Linked DNA regions of Gossypium hirsutum: region 2 is linked to region 1. Evidence: chromatin contacts called from public Hi-C data. All regions are on one chromosome and are shown on one strand. Each heading gives the region's core, a stretch centred on a gene start, on an enhancer-like site or on the middle of the called end of the contact. The rest is flanking DNA. Distances are from core to core; before and after follow the strand shown. Region 1 holds the start of LOC107886134 (NAP1-related protein 1). Region 2 has its middle 9.6 kb from the start of LOC107886139.

Region 1 (7,776 bases), core at 2,347-4,846:
CATCCAATATAAGATTTTGACCATATTGAATTGGGTGGAGAGTTCTAGAGCTAAACTTGTCAGAGAAAATTTAAAAGGCACTCATAAGGAACAAGATTGACATATCAAATTCCACTCATTTGATTACGGTTAACCTCTTGCCCCATATTGCTCTACGAGGCATTCAAGTATTCTTGGCCCAAAGCATAGAACACATTTTTTTGAGATACATAAATCACAAATTTCACTCCTATCACTATCCAGTTTCAGAGGGCTTCTCCAGGATTAATATGGAAAGCATAGAAATCATAATATATTTACATAAACAAGTAGGATTACAAGAATTTTAACAAAAACCAGCACCTTGTAGCACTATCCATACAGAATAGAAATTCTCTGAGTTAATATAATGCATTATAAAGAGGAATAGTAATTTACTGCATAAACTATATCATCTTCAATAACCAACTAACATATGATTATTAGAACGGTTTAAGAGTTAAAGTCTATGAACAAGTAACCTCAAACCTACACAAGTGCATTCTTTTCTGGAAGAAATAACACAGTAAAAATGGGAAATGAAAGAAAGTATTCAGTTTCCCAAAGAAACGAAAAACAGAAAAATAATATACCTCTTCATCACCTTCATCTCCATCAAAATCCTCCTCATCGGCCTCCTGGATCAAGAAAGTTCCAATAACAATTAGCAAAGGGAAACAAAACATGATCACGAAAAACAGTATGTATAAAATATCATAAGAAGAAGAAAGAAAAAAGAGGTTACATTGTTGAAATAAGTGAGAGGATTGGGCCATAAATCCTCCTTGATAATCTCTGCTACCTGCAACATTCATCAAGTGAAAGCTTAGACCAGCTCTGTTACAGAATGAGTAAAATAAACTGATAGTACATGCACAGAGAATTTACTTCATCATGAATTTCATCCATGTCATCTTTTTGCTGAGCATCAGCAAACCAGGCAAAGAAGCTGCGTTATATGTTGATAAAATTTAGCATAATACAGAATTGGTTTGCGGAGTGACTCAGAAATGAAGGATCAAGTACAAGTGGCATAAATGCATATGAACTTCACAACATATTATAAGAAATTTCAAATATATACATGCATATATATATAAATACATAGCAGTTATAAAAACACCACCAATATTGTCAGAACCGGACTGGACCAGCCGGTTGAACCGGAAACCAGTGGTCCAACCAGTTTGACAATGATATATAACCACGAATAGAGCAAACTGCTATGAACCGGAAAGAAAACTGGGAACCATGACCAGAAAAAGGCAGTCCAATCGTTTTTTTTTTTTTTATATACTTTTATTATTTATTTAACTATTGCTCAACTGGTTGGACTAGGAACCAGCTGTCTGACCAGTCCAACCACCAATCCAACTCTTATAACATAGCACACCAGACAAAGTGACTGCATTTCACAGCATGGATTGATGGAGATATTAATAAACTGATCTCAAGTTTTATGTTACTCAAGTCCTAAGCCTGAGAAAAATTGACTGATGGGCATGATAAACAAACCTTTCTTCAGCAAGTTGTCGCTTGTTTCCTTTTTTCTCATGATTAACTCCATTTGGCAAGCCCTTAACATTTAAGGAAAATAATTTCATATGATATCCAAGGAAAACATAAAACAAGAAGCAGGATAGTCATCAAAAGAGAAGGTCTGACCTTGCCCTCTTTCCACTTGATTGGGGTAGCAGTAATTTTGGTTCCATCATCAAGGAAGGTAAAGGTCTTCGTAAGCCTTGTATTTTCAAAGTACGGATTGGAATTGAAATTCTGAAAAATTATAATAAAGCCGGTCAACAAATCATCAGATATATTAGAGTATGAATTATGTTTATTCTAACAGTAGTTCAATGCAAGCAAATGAAATTAAGAGCAACTTCAGTCACCAAAAATAAGGTAAGAATAGGAATATGAATGAACTTACAAATGTGATAGTGTATCCAGATTTCAGATCTTTAAAATCCTCCACTTCAAGTGAGTTAATATATTTGAATATCTACCAAGAAATAATAATTGAAAAGAAGAAGATTAATAAATAAGAAAGAATTCACAAAATTCAGGCAAACATTAAGAAACATCTATAAAAAATAAAATCAAAAATCAATGTTGGAAAGTAAAATAAGCGCAAAATGATAAGTTCATTTTGGGAAAGAAGTGACATTAAACCTTCTGATCCTCTTCAGTCAAAAGATCACCAAGAGCAGGATGGCTCAAGAACTGCACACGAAGAATGCAAGTCAATTCAATATGTTCTTCTGAACATGTAAACAAATTTAACAAATTGTTCACCATATTGAAAAAGGGAAGAACAGAATAACTTACAGCTGTTAACCAGAAATCAGGAATTGAATTGATGATTTCATTCCGCTTATCATAGACCGGTTTGCGAACTTCATTGTATTTCTGCTCCACTTCCAAGACTTTCTCACTTGCCTCTTCATTGATCTAAAACCAAAAAAACAGCACCGAAAAACTTAAAATCAGAAACACCACGTGACATTTACCACATCATCGGTACGCTTGTAAGCAAGCATAGCCACATTAAATCACCTGCCTCGTAATAAGACATAATAATCCAAAGTAACTTCACAAAGAAAAGAAGAAAACAAAATCGTGCTTAACAAAGCTAGGGGAAACTTAGATACACGGAAGAAAACATTAATGGACTCAATCATACTACAAAGATTATCAGATGCAAGAATTAACAATCAAAATTAGATCACCAAATAAATATACATATAAAACAAAGCTTAGCACAATAATTCAGATGAACCCGACATAAAAACAGCATACAAAGCCGATAAAGTACAAATATTAACGACCAGAGAAGAAAATTTTGAACATTTATTTCATCGACCCGCAATTGAAATTACAGCAAATTCAATACTTTGACACTTAAAACATCATTCAATTAACATTATACCATAAAAAACACAAGGAAATCCAAATTTTTTATTTAAAAAATTCTAAAATTTGCTAATTTTCCAGCTCATACACCTTAAACAAGGGAGAAAGGAGAAGAAAAAGGAAATCAGCATATACACGCATTATATAAATGAAAAAGCGGTATGTAGATAAAAATGGACCTTCTCAAGCTCGTCTTGGATCTCTTGAAGCTTCTCGATGGAAATGACGAGGTCTCCATCTATTTGATCATGGTTCTCTTCCTCTACTTTCTCTGCTACTTTCATCTTCTTTCCTTTGTCGGCCACCATTTTCTAAACCCTAGAGAACAATATAATAGAACCCTAATCCTAAAAATTTCCGCCTCTTCTCTCTTCTCTCTCACTTTTGCTCCCTTTCTCTTTAAAACCCTAGTTTTTTTTTTTGTGTGTGTTTTCCCTCTGATATCTACGGGGACAAAAGCGAGCGAGTGAGTGAGAGAGAGAGAAAGAGTAGAGAATGTTAGGGTTTTGGGAGTTTATACCTATTCAGTTGGGAGCTGACACCTGTAATTTAAGGGTACTAAGGTCATTTAATTGTGAGATATTGGGGGTAGTAAGGGTAATTCAAGGATGGATTCCGATGTTTTTGAGTTCTGATGTTCGGAAACAGAATCTTTCTGCGTGCCTTGCGGTAGGTAGTACTTCAACCCACTGTGTCCATAGATAAGGCTGGTTAGTTTACATTACAAAACTTTGATATCTTTGTATAAATATATAAAAAAAAACTAATGTCACTTTACTTTTATTTAATTTTTAACCTTTCAAATCTTTATATTTTATTATTATATTTAAATTTAGAATTATAAGGATAATATTTGGTATCAAAATTTTAACAAATCTTCTAATGTATTACCTAAATTTTTTAAAAAAACTTATTTTTACTTTTGATAAACAGTGATAGGTTTTTAACCTATTGAGACACGTGATTCAATGATAAGATTTCACGTGTCATTGTACGTAAAGTTATTTTTTTATTCAAGCAATTCAAGGGACTTAAAGTTAATTATATCAATTCTATTTTTGAGGGAAAAAATCTCTAGAACAGTGCCTTTTTCACATTCTCAACTTTTCGTGTCATCTTTTCTTCTCTGCTCCTTTAATCAATTAAAAATCAATAAAATCATAAATCTAAAACACATTTTTCCAGCTGAATAAGGATTATAGGCCAATTTTTTTAATTAGGCCTTTAGGCTAATTTTAACATTAATTAAGGAAATAGACTGGTTTTAGGAGAGAAAAGGTGAAAGCAAGCCCAGTTGGATGTGCTTTCCCTCAATGGTAAACTGCAACGGTTTTTTGACCGTTGTTGCGTCAAACAGTAAAAAAATTTAAAACCTAACAATAACTTTTTTTAACCTATAAATTCCTCCCAATTTTTTTTTCATTCACATCCTTCTCTCAAACTCTCTCAACTCTCTCAAGCTTTTTATTCAAAATTTATTTATATCTTCATTTAAAAATACTGTTTTTTTAATTATATCATATTTTACTCGTTCAAATCAATTTCTCGAGAATGAACGCCTCTCTAATCAGCTTCGGTGACAACCATATTTCCACCGCCTAAATAGTAACGGTAATTCATTATTTTTAAATTCTCGATATTTCTAATTATGCTAAAATTTTTTTATAAATCTAAATAATTTTTTATGTTATAAATAAGCGGACGATCGTGTGCTAGAGACGTTCATACATAATACGGGGGAGCCTCCGATCCCTGAAATTCATGGGTACCTGCAAGAGCTTGGATTCTTGCATGCGTCTCGCATACAAGGAAGCTGCAAACTCGATCCCATAATAATTAGCATGTTGGTAGAAAGATAGAGGCCAAAAACACACACTTTCCACCTTCTATGTGGTGAGTGTACAATCACACTCAAGAACATAGCGTTACAGCTCAATCTGCTGGTGGATGGGTCAGTCATCACGGGATCAACGGTGGTTTGGGAAAGAGTGGACATTTGCATGGAAATGTTGGGAAGGTCCCGATCAAGTTTAAAAATGGTCGGATATCGATCAATTGGTTGAAGAAAATTTTCGATAGGCTTCCCAACGGCGCAACAGAGAAGGTCATACAGCAGTACGCCCAAGCATTCATCATGAGGTTAATTTGGGGCATTTTAATGCCCGATAAATCTAGAAATTTGGTGCATGTAAGTTGGCTTCTACATCTAATTGACTTCAGTGAATGCGCAAAACTAATTTGGGGATTTTTCGTGTTTCGACGTTATACTGGGAGCTTTGTCAGGCAACGCAACCGGATAAGATGTCGATAGGTGGTTTCTTTGTGACAACCCGAATTAGGGCCTAATCAGAATAGTGGTTTCGTGACCACAAATCCGAGATAGAAATAATTATTTTATAATTATTTTGGGTTTATGATATGATTTCATAATTTCATGAAAATTTCGTGATGAAATTCTATGCATTGAGCGCTTAAGTTGAGATTAGGGACTAAACCGAATAAATTGTAAAACTCGTGTTTTAGAAGTTTTTAGTATGAAATTGCTTTGGGATATTAACTAGGAGGTCTTAAATAGCAATTTGACCAATTCCTAAGTTATGGACAAAAGTTGGACATGGAGGGAATTTTTGGAAAGTTTAGTAGTACGGGCATTTTGGTCATTTGTATATTAAATGAAATAAAATGGGAAAAATAACACAAAATTGGTCATCATCTTCACTAGTTGCTGCCGAAATTTTCTCTCATCCATAGCTAGGGTTTCTTCAACTTTCAAGCTTCATAGTAAGTGATTTCAAGCCCCGTTTTTAATGTTCTTCACATTTTTGAAATCCTCGTAGCTCGGTTTACCTATTTCTACCATTATTTCGAGTTAGGGTTTATGTTTAAAAATTTATGCATGAATGATAGGCATGTATTTTGTTGTTTTATGGTAGAATATGAATGTTTGAAGTTAGGAGAACGATATTTTCTATGCAATTTTTAGCGAAAACGAGCAAAACGGCATAATCGATAAAAATACCTATTGTTCATAACTATGTGTCAGAGTGAGAATTTGATGTTTCCATAGAAGAGAAAAATGATCAGTAGGTCATTAAACATAAGAATAAGGGCTGAAATTAAATTTCCGAGCCTTGGGGAAAAATCGTAATTTTGTAAAAGTTAGGGGGCAAAAATGTAATTTTTGTATAATGTGATTTTTGGATTAAAATAAATAGTTCGAGTGTTAAATGAGCTAAATATGTTGTTATAGATCAAGAAAGACGTGGAATCGACCTCGAACGGGGGAAGAAGAAAGTTTTGGACTAAATTGCAAAATTCTCATATTTTGCACCGAGGTAAGTTTGTATGTAAATAATACATTAATTTCATTTAAATTCTTATATTTCAGCCTATTATATATATATACTAGCTGATGTTGAAGTATAAATCGACTATTGGAAGAATGGAAATAAGTAATAGAGAGAGAGATCCCGATTGAACATTCGGAAAGATCGAATAAAATAGAGGGAGCGTAGCTAGGTCACATGTATGATGCTGAGTGCACATCATGTGTACAAGAAAGCTACGAGATACTATGTAGTAGCTAGGTCACATGTGTGATACGGGATGTATCCCATGTAGACAAGAGAGCTACGAGAGAGATAAATATAGCTAGGTCGCATGCGTGATTCCAAGTGAAGAACACCATGTAGACAAGAAAGCTACGAGACAAATTGTCTAGGTCGCATGAGTGGTACTAAGTGTTCACCATGTGTACAAGAGAGCCGAATTAAATGAAATATGATGGTGGGGCTGTGTGCTGAAACCATCAAGTATCGAGGATTAATCCGAATTGTTCAACGGGATGGCTTTATGGTGACATTGTAATCATGGGCCTATACTCGCGATGTGTGAAATGTGGTGAAAATGATTTGTGATATATATATAAGTTAAAATGAGGTTAGTACAAAGAATGTGTGAAAGAGTGAAATTAGCACTAAAACTGTTTTGGACAGTAGCAGTGACATGATTTTGAAAAATCACCAAAAATAGAAGGAATTTAATTAGAGGTTGAATGAAATGTTAAATTAAATCTTAATGAGTCTATTTTCATATAAAAGAAATAGAGCAAGCAAAGGAATTCTATATTTTGAGATATTTACAATTGTGTGTGACTTGCTCAGGATGACTATGTGATCCCCTGTTCCAACTTTGAAAAATCATTAAAAATTGTACAAAACACAATAATAAATATAGTTTATATTCCTAAATTCCTTATTTAGTCTAGTTTTAAATGAAATAGGTTTCATGGTTATTTGAATTGTGTACTGAGAGAAATTCAATTCGTAGTGAACAGAGGTCAGATCAGTTGAGCTATGTAACAGGGGAAACTTAAACTAATAAACTGTACTAATTGGCTGAACCAAAAACTCTAGAAAAAATTTAGTAAGAATATTTATGAGTCTAGATTCAGGGAAATTTTACATATTTGAATTTTGAGTTTCGTAACTCGAGTTATGATTTATTTAGTAATCATGACGCAGGAGGGACAGCTTGATCAAATCGGAGTAAATAGTAAAATTAAAAATATGATATAATTGAGTTATGTTGTAAACATATTAGATTCCTTATTTGTTATTTATATACTTACTTACTAAGCTATAAGCTTACTTTCTTTTCTCTCATTTGTCTTATAGTGTCATCTAGCTAGCACAGGAGTTAGAGATCATTGAAGATCCGCCCGCACTATCAATACTCTTGGTATTTGAACTCAACATTTTGAAATATGGCATGTATAGCAGACTTAGTTATTTTGTTACGTGTCATAATTGTCTAGGTTTAAAATACTAATTATAGTATCAAACT
Region 2 (7,776 bases), core at 3,484-5,983, 170 kb after region 1:
TCTACATTCATGCAAATATCATTCATACACATCCAGTTAGGAGTATTTGATTTATCTTGATCATGACTTCCCAATCACTAGGCATAAATAGGCACATGAAATGGATTCTATAGGTCAGTTCTCTAGAGAATGGTGTAACAAGATTAGAGAAACCATAAATCCTACACCCTTGAAGTTGCAATGGGATATATTGAAGTTATAATGGTGAATCTTATCTCTCTGAAGTTTTAGTGGAGCAGATTGAAGCCACTAATCTTATCTCCCTGAAGTTGCAGTGGAGCAGATTAAAAATAACAAATCTTATCTCTCTAAAGTTGCAGTAGAGCAGATTAAAGCTATAAACTTTATTTCCCTGAAGTTGTAGTGGAGCAGGTTGAAGTCACAAGTCTTATCTCCCTGAAGTTACAGTGGAGCAGACTGAAGATTACAAATCTTCTTTCCCAAAAGTTGCAATGGAACAGATTAAGCCAACAAATTACAAATCTGATCTCCCTGAAGTTGCAATGGAGTAAATTGAAGTTACAGATCTTATCCCCCTGAAGTTACAGTGGAGTAGACCGAAGATAGCAAATCTTATCTCCCTAAAGTTGTAGTGGAGCGATTAAAACCACAAGTCTTATCTCCCTGAAGTTGCAGTGGAGCAAACTGAAGATAGCGAATCTTATTTCCCTAAAGCTGCAGTGGAACAGATTAAGGCTACAAATTATAAATTTTATTTCCCTAAAGTTACAGTGAAAAAATTGAAGCTACTAATCTTATCTCCCTGAAGTTGCAGTGGAGTAGATTGAAGCGGCGATTCCTATACCCCTGAAGTTGCAGTGGGTTAGAATGGAGCTACTTGAAAAAGAGAAATACCAAAGAGGTCAAGATTTGACAAGACCAGGAAAAATTGGCCCTTTTTAAAGTCTTTGCTCCATTCTTGTTACACACAGTGAGCAAATAGGGGCAGCTGTGGAGGCCCAATTTCGCCTGAGCCCATATTACAAACAAATAAAATAAAAATTAAACCAAAAAATAAATTCCATGTCAGAATGTTGTCCATTACAATATGACCCAATGGCCCAAATAACTAAAAAAACCCTAATGGCCCAAATGACCCAAAAACCTAAACATATTCAGAAACCCTAGTCTCATTTGTGCGCTACACCCCTTTCTCTTTCCTTGGCGACGTGCACGCCGCCTGAGGCCTGGCGCCTTGGCCATTTTGCACCAAAATGGAAAAAGTTAGCTTTTCTCTCCTCCATTGACCTCGCCAAAGCCTGCAAAAAGAACAAAGAAATGTGACAGAGCAAAAAAGGTAAAAATAGCAGAGAAACAATAACAAGCAGAAGCAAAAAAACAAAAACAATATATTGTATCATTCGGCTAAAAAAGCCATGGATAATGTATCTATTGGAGGACACGAAAGTTGAATGCAAAAAAAAAGGCAATCAAAAACAACAAAATAGAAATTTTAAAGGTGAAATTTTTGTTTTTCTCGAATCTATTAGTACGCATATATATAAAATAATAACAAGGCCAAAGATTTTACCGGAGATACATCGTCGTCGCCATATTGGTCCTTTTCGCTGATTCGAGGAACCTGGGAACCTTTTAGGGTTCTGGCGAATGCCTCATCGGTGAAAGGTGAAACCTTTCAATTTTTGTTCCCTAGGGCGAGTGTCGGTTGGATTTATAGGGTTTTAAACCCCAGATCTGAGTTTATTTCAAAAACGGGGTAAAAAATAGTTTTGTGCATCTCCGGCCACCGTGGAAAGTGGCGCCGTCGCCAGTGACCGACGGTCGATGTGGCGGAGGTTCGCCGGGGCTATGAACAGCCTAAGACGGCCTTAAGAGAAAAAAAGAAGAAGAAAGTTTTTTTTTTAAATGAAGGCTGAAAGTGGAATTTTTTTAAAAAAAATTGACATAAATAGGGTTGCGAAACAACATCGTTTTGGGATTCAAGTTCAGACGCCAAAACGGCGTCGTTTTTCCCTCAACCCGCACCTTGACCCGATCTGCTCAGAGGATCCGTGTGTTTTCAACTTTTGGTATATTTACGCGATCAACCCTTCCGCTTTTGCGATACGCTTCAGTTTAGCCCTTTTTCACCTTTTTGAATTTTTAAATTTGGCCATTGATTTTTTCGTGTGCTTCAATTTAGTCCCCAGTTCGTTGATCTGCAGAGGAAATGACATGTGTCCTAGGGATGGGGCTAATTTCTTATTTAGTCCCCGCTTGTTTTTGCGCATTTGATTTTAATCCTTTACTTTATTTTATTGTTTAATTTATTTAATTTATTATGATTTTTACTTTAAATTTTGTTTATATTCTGATTAGTCCCTTACTTTCGATCTTTTACATTTTATTTTTCTTTGTATTTATTTATTTATTTGTATTTATACATCTATTAGTTTTTCTGTTTTTGTTTTTTTGTTTTTTTTCTTTTTTTTCTCACTATTATTATATTATTTTATCTATTATTATCATTTATTTATGTACTTTAGTACAAAGTGTACCCTTAATTTTATTTATATTTAAATTTGATCCTTTATTTTCAATATTTTATAAAATATTTTCCTCAATATTCATTTATGTATTTATTTATTTATTTCTTTTCTTTATTATGTTTAAAAATTAGTATTGTCATTTCATGTGCATATTTTGTCATTATTATTATTTTTTTATCATTATTATTTACTTTATTATTTATTTTATTTTTCTTTGATTGTTCATATTAGTGTTAAAATAGTATATATTATGTGATTATTGTCATTACATGCATTATGAAATGTTCTATCAATAATTTATATTATCATCATTTATCGACGCGACATTTCATTCGTATATCATCGTTCCGTTTTCTACATCACCATTTTATCTCATTTCGTTAAAATTATGTTGCGTTTAAATGTATTTATCCATAATAGGTCGTTTTATATTATACGCCGAATAAGAGAAATACACATCGTAAATATTACACTTGTTATTATTCAAAATTTTCGAAATAAGGCAATGTTTCGTATTTGGTGACTCCAGAAGTCGTACCTTAACTTACGGGGTTTTGATTTTTCTCATTGAACCTAAATAACCAAATATCTTTTTAGAATTAAAATACATAAGATTTCAAATAAAAAAAATAAAGGCAAGCTTATTCTCAAAGGTTAAAGATGTCGTGTCCTAACTTACGGGATGTGACATCTTGCTATCACGAGACGAGAGGGTCTTTAACGTTTGTTTCGATTTATTCAAGCGCCTTTTAAGTAAAATTAATATTAATACAAAGAGGGATCATATTTTGAACTATCTTCAAATTTTTAACTTTTGACACTGAGACATGAATTAATCAATTAGGTACCAATTTTGGGCGTTACGAGGGTGCTAATCCTTCCTCGTACGTAACCGACTCCCGAACCCATTTTTGGATTTTGTAGATTGAAAAACATTGTTTTAATAAATTATAACGATTGAATTTAAGAGGTGACCCGATCATACCTCATAAAAAAGGATTTGTAACGACTCTCATTTTTGTTTTAAAATAAAAATTCGACAGTTTCAAAAATTGTTTTGACAATATATATATATATGAAATGTTAGTATTTCCTTTGGTACATTGGCAGTGTAATTTTTTTATTCTACAAGCATCTTTACAAAATTGAAAAGTCTCCTTTAAAATATTTTATTATACACCCAACAATACTTCGAATGAGATCGTAATACAAAAAAAGTTCGTTTTAAGGATCCCACAACAAATATTGATAGTTTTATGGCTGCGGATTTGACTCCAGTGCTGATAGAGTCATGGAAAGATAAATTGCTGAGAAAGGGAATTCATGGCTCTACTGGAGAGGAGGTTCTCGAGTTATTAGAGGGAAATGTCACGGAGACAACGATTAGTGGAGTTTCCACAACCAACTTTCTCTGAGAGAATCCAACAGATTTTGATTAGAGACATGGCAACCACGGTGGTGGTGAAATTGTTGGGATGTAATTTAGCCAATTCCACACTGCAAAATGGAATCCTTAATATCTGGAAGCCTTCACATCCCTTGCATCTCATGGATGTTGAGAATAACTATTATCTAGTCAAATTTTAGAGTAATGACGATTATGAAAATGCATTCATTCAGGAGCCGTGGACTGTCTTTGGAGAATACCTCACGTTTAATTGTGGAGTCCAGATTTAAATCCCCTTCAGCCGTTCCTGAATCATGTCATGGCTTGGGTTCGTTTTCTTTGTTTACCAGGGAACTTTTATAAGAGAAAAATTTGGGAAGAAATCGGCAGTCTAATTGTTAAGGTGACTAAACTTGACTTTAAAATAGATTGTGGATCTAGAGGACGGTTTGCTTGTATGGCAGTTTTTATCAATCTAAAGAAACCACTCATACCACATGTTTTGATCAACGGCACGGTGCAATGTATTGAGTACGATTCGCTACTGGTAGTTTGCTTTTTGTGTGGCCGATATAGCCACGTGCGTGATCTTTGCCTTTCTAAAGAAACTGTGATGAATGGTGAAATGGCCAAAGAAGTAGTCATAGTGGACTTACCAGAGAAGGAGAAGGAGAAGATGGAGGAGTCATGGAAATCGTTTGGCCCACGGATGTTTGTTGAAAGAAAATCTCTGAATAATTCAAGGGGTAATGAGAATCTAACAACAAAAAAATTACCTAAACAAGGGATGGGCTTCTGATTTAATATTTTTTCGAAGATTAGAGATGGCATGAATGGAGCGATAATGGAGGAATTTTCGTGGGTCATGTCTTAGAAAGGAGAATTTAAAAAAAGAAAGGAAAGAAAACTTTCACAAATGAGGGAATGAGTAGCTTGTTTCAAGCAAAGTGGGCCAGTCTTATGGTAGAAATTCTGGGCCTGTTGGTAACGTTGATGTGATGGAGGGTAACGGGCCAGGTTTAATAGAAATAAGAACCCATTCAAGGCCCACACACGAAAGTCCAGATAAGCTTTCTGATCTAATTGAGATTGCTTTAAAAACTGACTTAATTTCCTCTTCTTCATAACAGGTCCACGAAGTCTTAGTGGGACTAAATCGGATGAGAACCCTTTCAAGACCCACACATGAAAGCCCAAGTAAGCTTTCTGACCCAATTAAACTTGTTATAAAATCTGACTTAATTTCCTTTTCTTCACTTCAAGTCAACGATGTCATAGTAGGACAAAATCAGACATAAAATTCCAAGGACCAGGATGTATGTGAAGCGAATTTTTTAGAATTTTTGAAACAAGTTGGTTCGAATAGTGCATTAAATTGAAAGGATGAAAAGGTCACTGTTCCAAAATCTGATTCTCAACCATTTTTATTAAATTCTAAAGAGGGGTCAGTTTCATTGGGTATAAATGCCCACTTTAACCCTACTTTTGATAGGTTGGTTGATTTAGTGGTAGGTTTAAATAGTAAATTTCTTAATCCAAAAAATCACTCGACTTTCACTTTCAAGGATATTGGAGGAATTATTCATGCCAAGCCTCTTGAAACTGGTATCATGGTTGGAAGAGGTAAATGGACCGCGTCTTCGAAAGGGAAGGGGTCAGGAATTAAGTGTATTGTTCATTCTAGTGGTGGCATCAGCAAGATAATTTGAGAAAGAATGGGCATTTTGAAATTTATGGTAATGCGAGGGTCCTTCTAGCAAATACTATGAATTCTATGGCCAAACTTATTAGCTCCCAAATTAATTTTGAGGCTAAAAAGGAGGGACATAGTAGTGACGGGAAATGTAATGAAGGTATCTAACTGACATGTAATATGAAACGTTTTTTTCCTCTTTTAATTTTCTATATATTCATGAGTTTATCTATTTTTTCGCGGAATTGTCAAAGATGTGCTAGCAACAAGTTTTTGCGGTTTTTTCATGAGCATAATAAAGAGTACAAGTCGAATATTGTTGGCCTCTTAGAAACAATAGTTAGTGGTAGTAAAGCTAATTCGGTCATTGCTGGTCTTAGTTTTTAGAATTCTCATCGGGTGCAAGTAATAGGTTTTTTAGGGTATCTAGGTCGGATGGAAGGAGTAGGTTTAAGTGAAAATTATATGGAGCCATCCTTAATTTGTTTTGACTAAGGTTTTTGACAATACTCTTCAGCGACAGATTTATATTGTCTTTGTCTATGGTAGCCCTGATAGTCGCAAACGCAAAGGAGTTTAGGATGCTCTGAAAGTGACCATTCTGTGTTCCAACTCCCCTTATATGGTTGTAAGAGATTTTAATGCAATTTTAGCCTCTAATGAAAAAAGGGGTGGACGAGTTAATGGGAAAAGGTGTTCTTTCTTCGGGAATTTTATGGGTTCCTCTGAGTTACATGACTTGGGTTTTAAAGGTGTATCCTTTATATGGCATAAGGGTGGTGTTTTTTAGCATCTCGATAGAGCTATTAGATGGCTTGTAAAATTCCCAAACAGTTCTATCACTCATCTTCCAAGAATCAAGTCAGATCACAAGGCCCTTCTTATATCTTTTCAACCTTAGACCCATTCTCCTTTGGGTAGACTGTTCCTTTTTTGGCAGGTTGGATTTGAGCATGTTTATTTTCCAGAGTTTATTAAGAAGAATTGGAAATTCACGGGTTCTATGTCCAATTCTCTTTCTAACCTTACGAGTCATCGTAAGGACTGGAATAAAAAAGTGTATGAACACATTGGTTTTTAGAAAAAAAAGACCGATTCAAAAATTAGACAATATTCTAAAGGATATAGATTATTCTCATTCTGAGTCTTTATTACAGCTGGATTTGAAGGTTAGAAAGGAGCTGGAACAGGTCTTGTATCATGAGGAACTTCTCTGAAAACAGAAGGTAAGATGTAATTGGCTTTCTTTGGGGGATCGCAATACAAAATTCTTCCATAGGTGTACACTCAAAAGGAGAAATCAAAATTGGATCATGACTTGAAAAAATAAGGTAGAGGATTGGATTTTTATGAGGAAGAACTGCGTTATGAGACGATTCATTTTTTCGAGAATTTGTATGGTGAGGAGTAAGTGATAACGAGGGAATTCCCCCTAGTTCGTTTCTAAAGCTTAAAGATGATGAGGCTTATTTTTTAAGTAAACCGTTTCGAATAAGGAGATAAAGGTTGTTTTGTTTGATATGGGACCTTTAAAGTCTTCGGGGAGTGACGAATTTCATGCCTTTTTCTTTCAGAGTTAATGGGATCGTTTTGGGGATTTGGTTTGCTCGTGGGTCAAGAGAATTTTTGTTGGAGAGAAAATCAATCTGAAGTTGAATAATACCTTATTAGTTTTCATCCCAAAGGTTCAGAATCCTGAATTTTTCTCTTAGTTTTGACTGATTAGTTTGTGTTCGGTTCTTTACAAGTTGGTGATGAAAATTATTGCAAATTGATTTAAACTAGTTTTTCCAAAAATTATTGGCCAAGAGCAAACTAGGTTTATCACAGGAAGGAGTATCACAGGTAACATCATTATTTCACAAGAGGTATTCCATTCCATGAGAATTAAGAAGAAAACTAGAAAATGGTTGGCCATCAAGGTTAATCTGGAGAAAGCCTACAATCGAGTACACTGGGAGTTTATCAGAGCTTCCCTTCATGCTGTAGGTATTCCAAACTTTCTCAGTAATGTAATTATGTCTCTCATTACTAACTGATGCATCGTTGAAGCACCAAATATATCCCTATAGAAATAATAAAAAGAATAGTATAAGGGAAGTAGAGCTAAATCCTCAAAGGCTGGATTTGCACAATGTCTTATTTCATAATATCCCGAACAGAATCATGCCCAAGAAAACCTGCATACTTGGGGAAAAAAATAAAAA

Evidence for each region. Hi-C and Micro-C count contacts between places; a contact is called where the count stands out from the background.
Region 2: a contact with region 1 is called in a Hi-C map of leaf, with 1.7 times the contacts expected there. The contact joins the enhancer-like site here to the promoter of LOC107886134 in region 1. A contact is called at or near these places in 2 of 34 Hi-C or Micro-C datasets (hypocotyl and leaf).

Annotation. Positions count from the first base shown.
Region 1 is chrA03:17,737,972-17,745,747 of Gossypium_hirsutum_v2.1, forward strand. It overlaps LOC107886134 (NAP1-related protein 1), which reads right to left and starts at 3,597. Exons shown (of 11, transcript XM_041096649.1): 1 at 3,111-3,597; 2 at 2,347-2,469; 3 at 2,191-2,241; 4 at 1,949-2,020; 5 at 1,684-1,794; 6 at 1,534-1,595; 7 at 907-967; 8 at 764-820; 9 at 612-656. The coding sequence starts at 3,239.
Region 2 is chrA03:17,905,223-17,912,998 of Gossypium_hirsutum_v2.1, forward strand. No RefSeq gene overlaps it. Among protein-coding and RNA genes, the nearest start is that of LOC107886139, 9.6 kb to the right of the region's middle. Within about 2 kb of position 4,734, at least 7 of the 9 cell types and tissues checked have an H3K27ac peak or open chromatin away from gene starts, as enhancers often do. A contact at or near this core is called in hypocotyl and leaf, where this site is marked.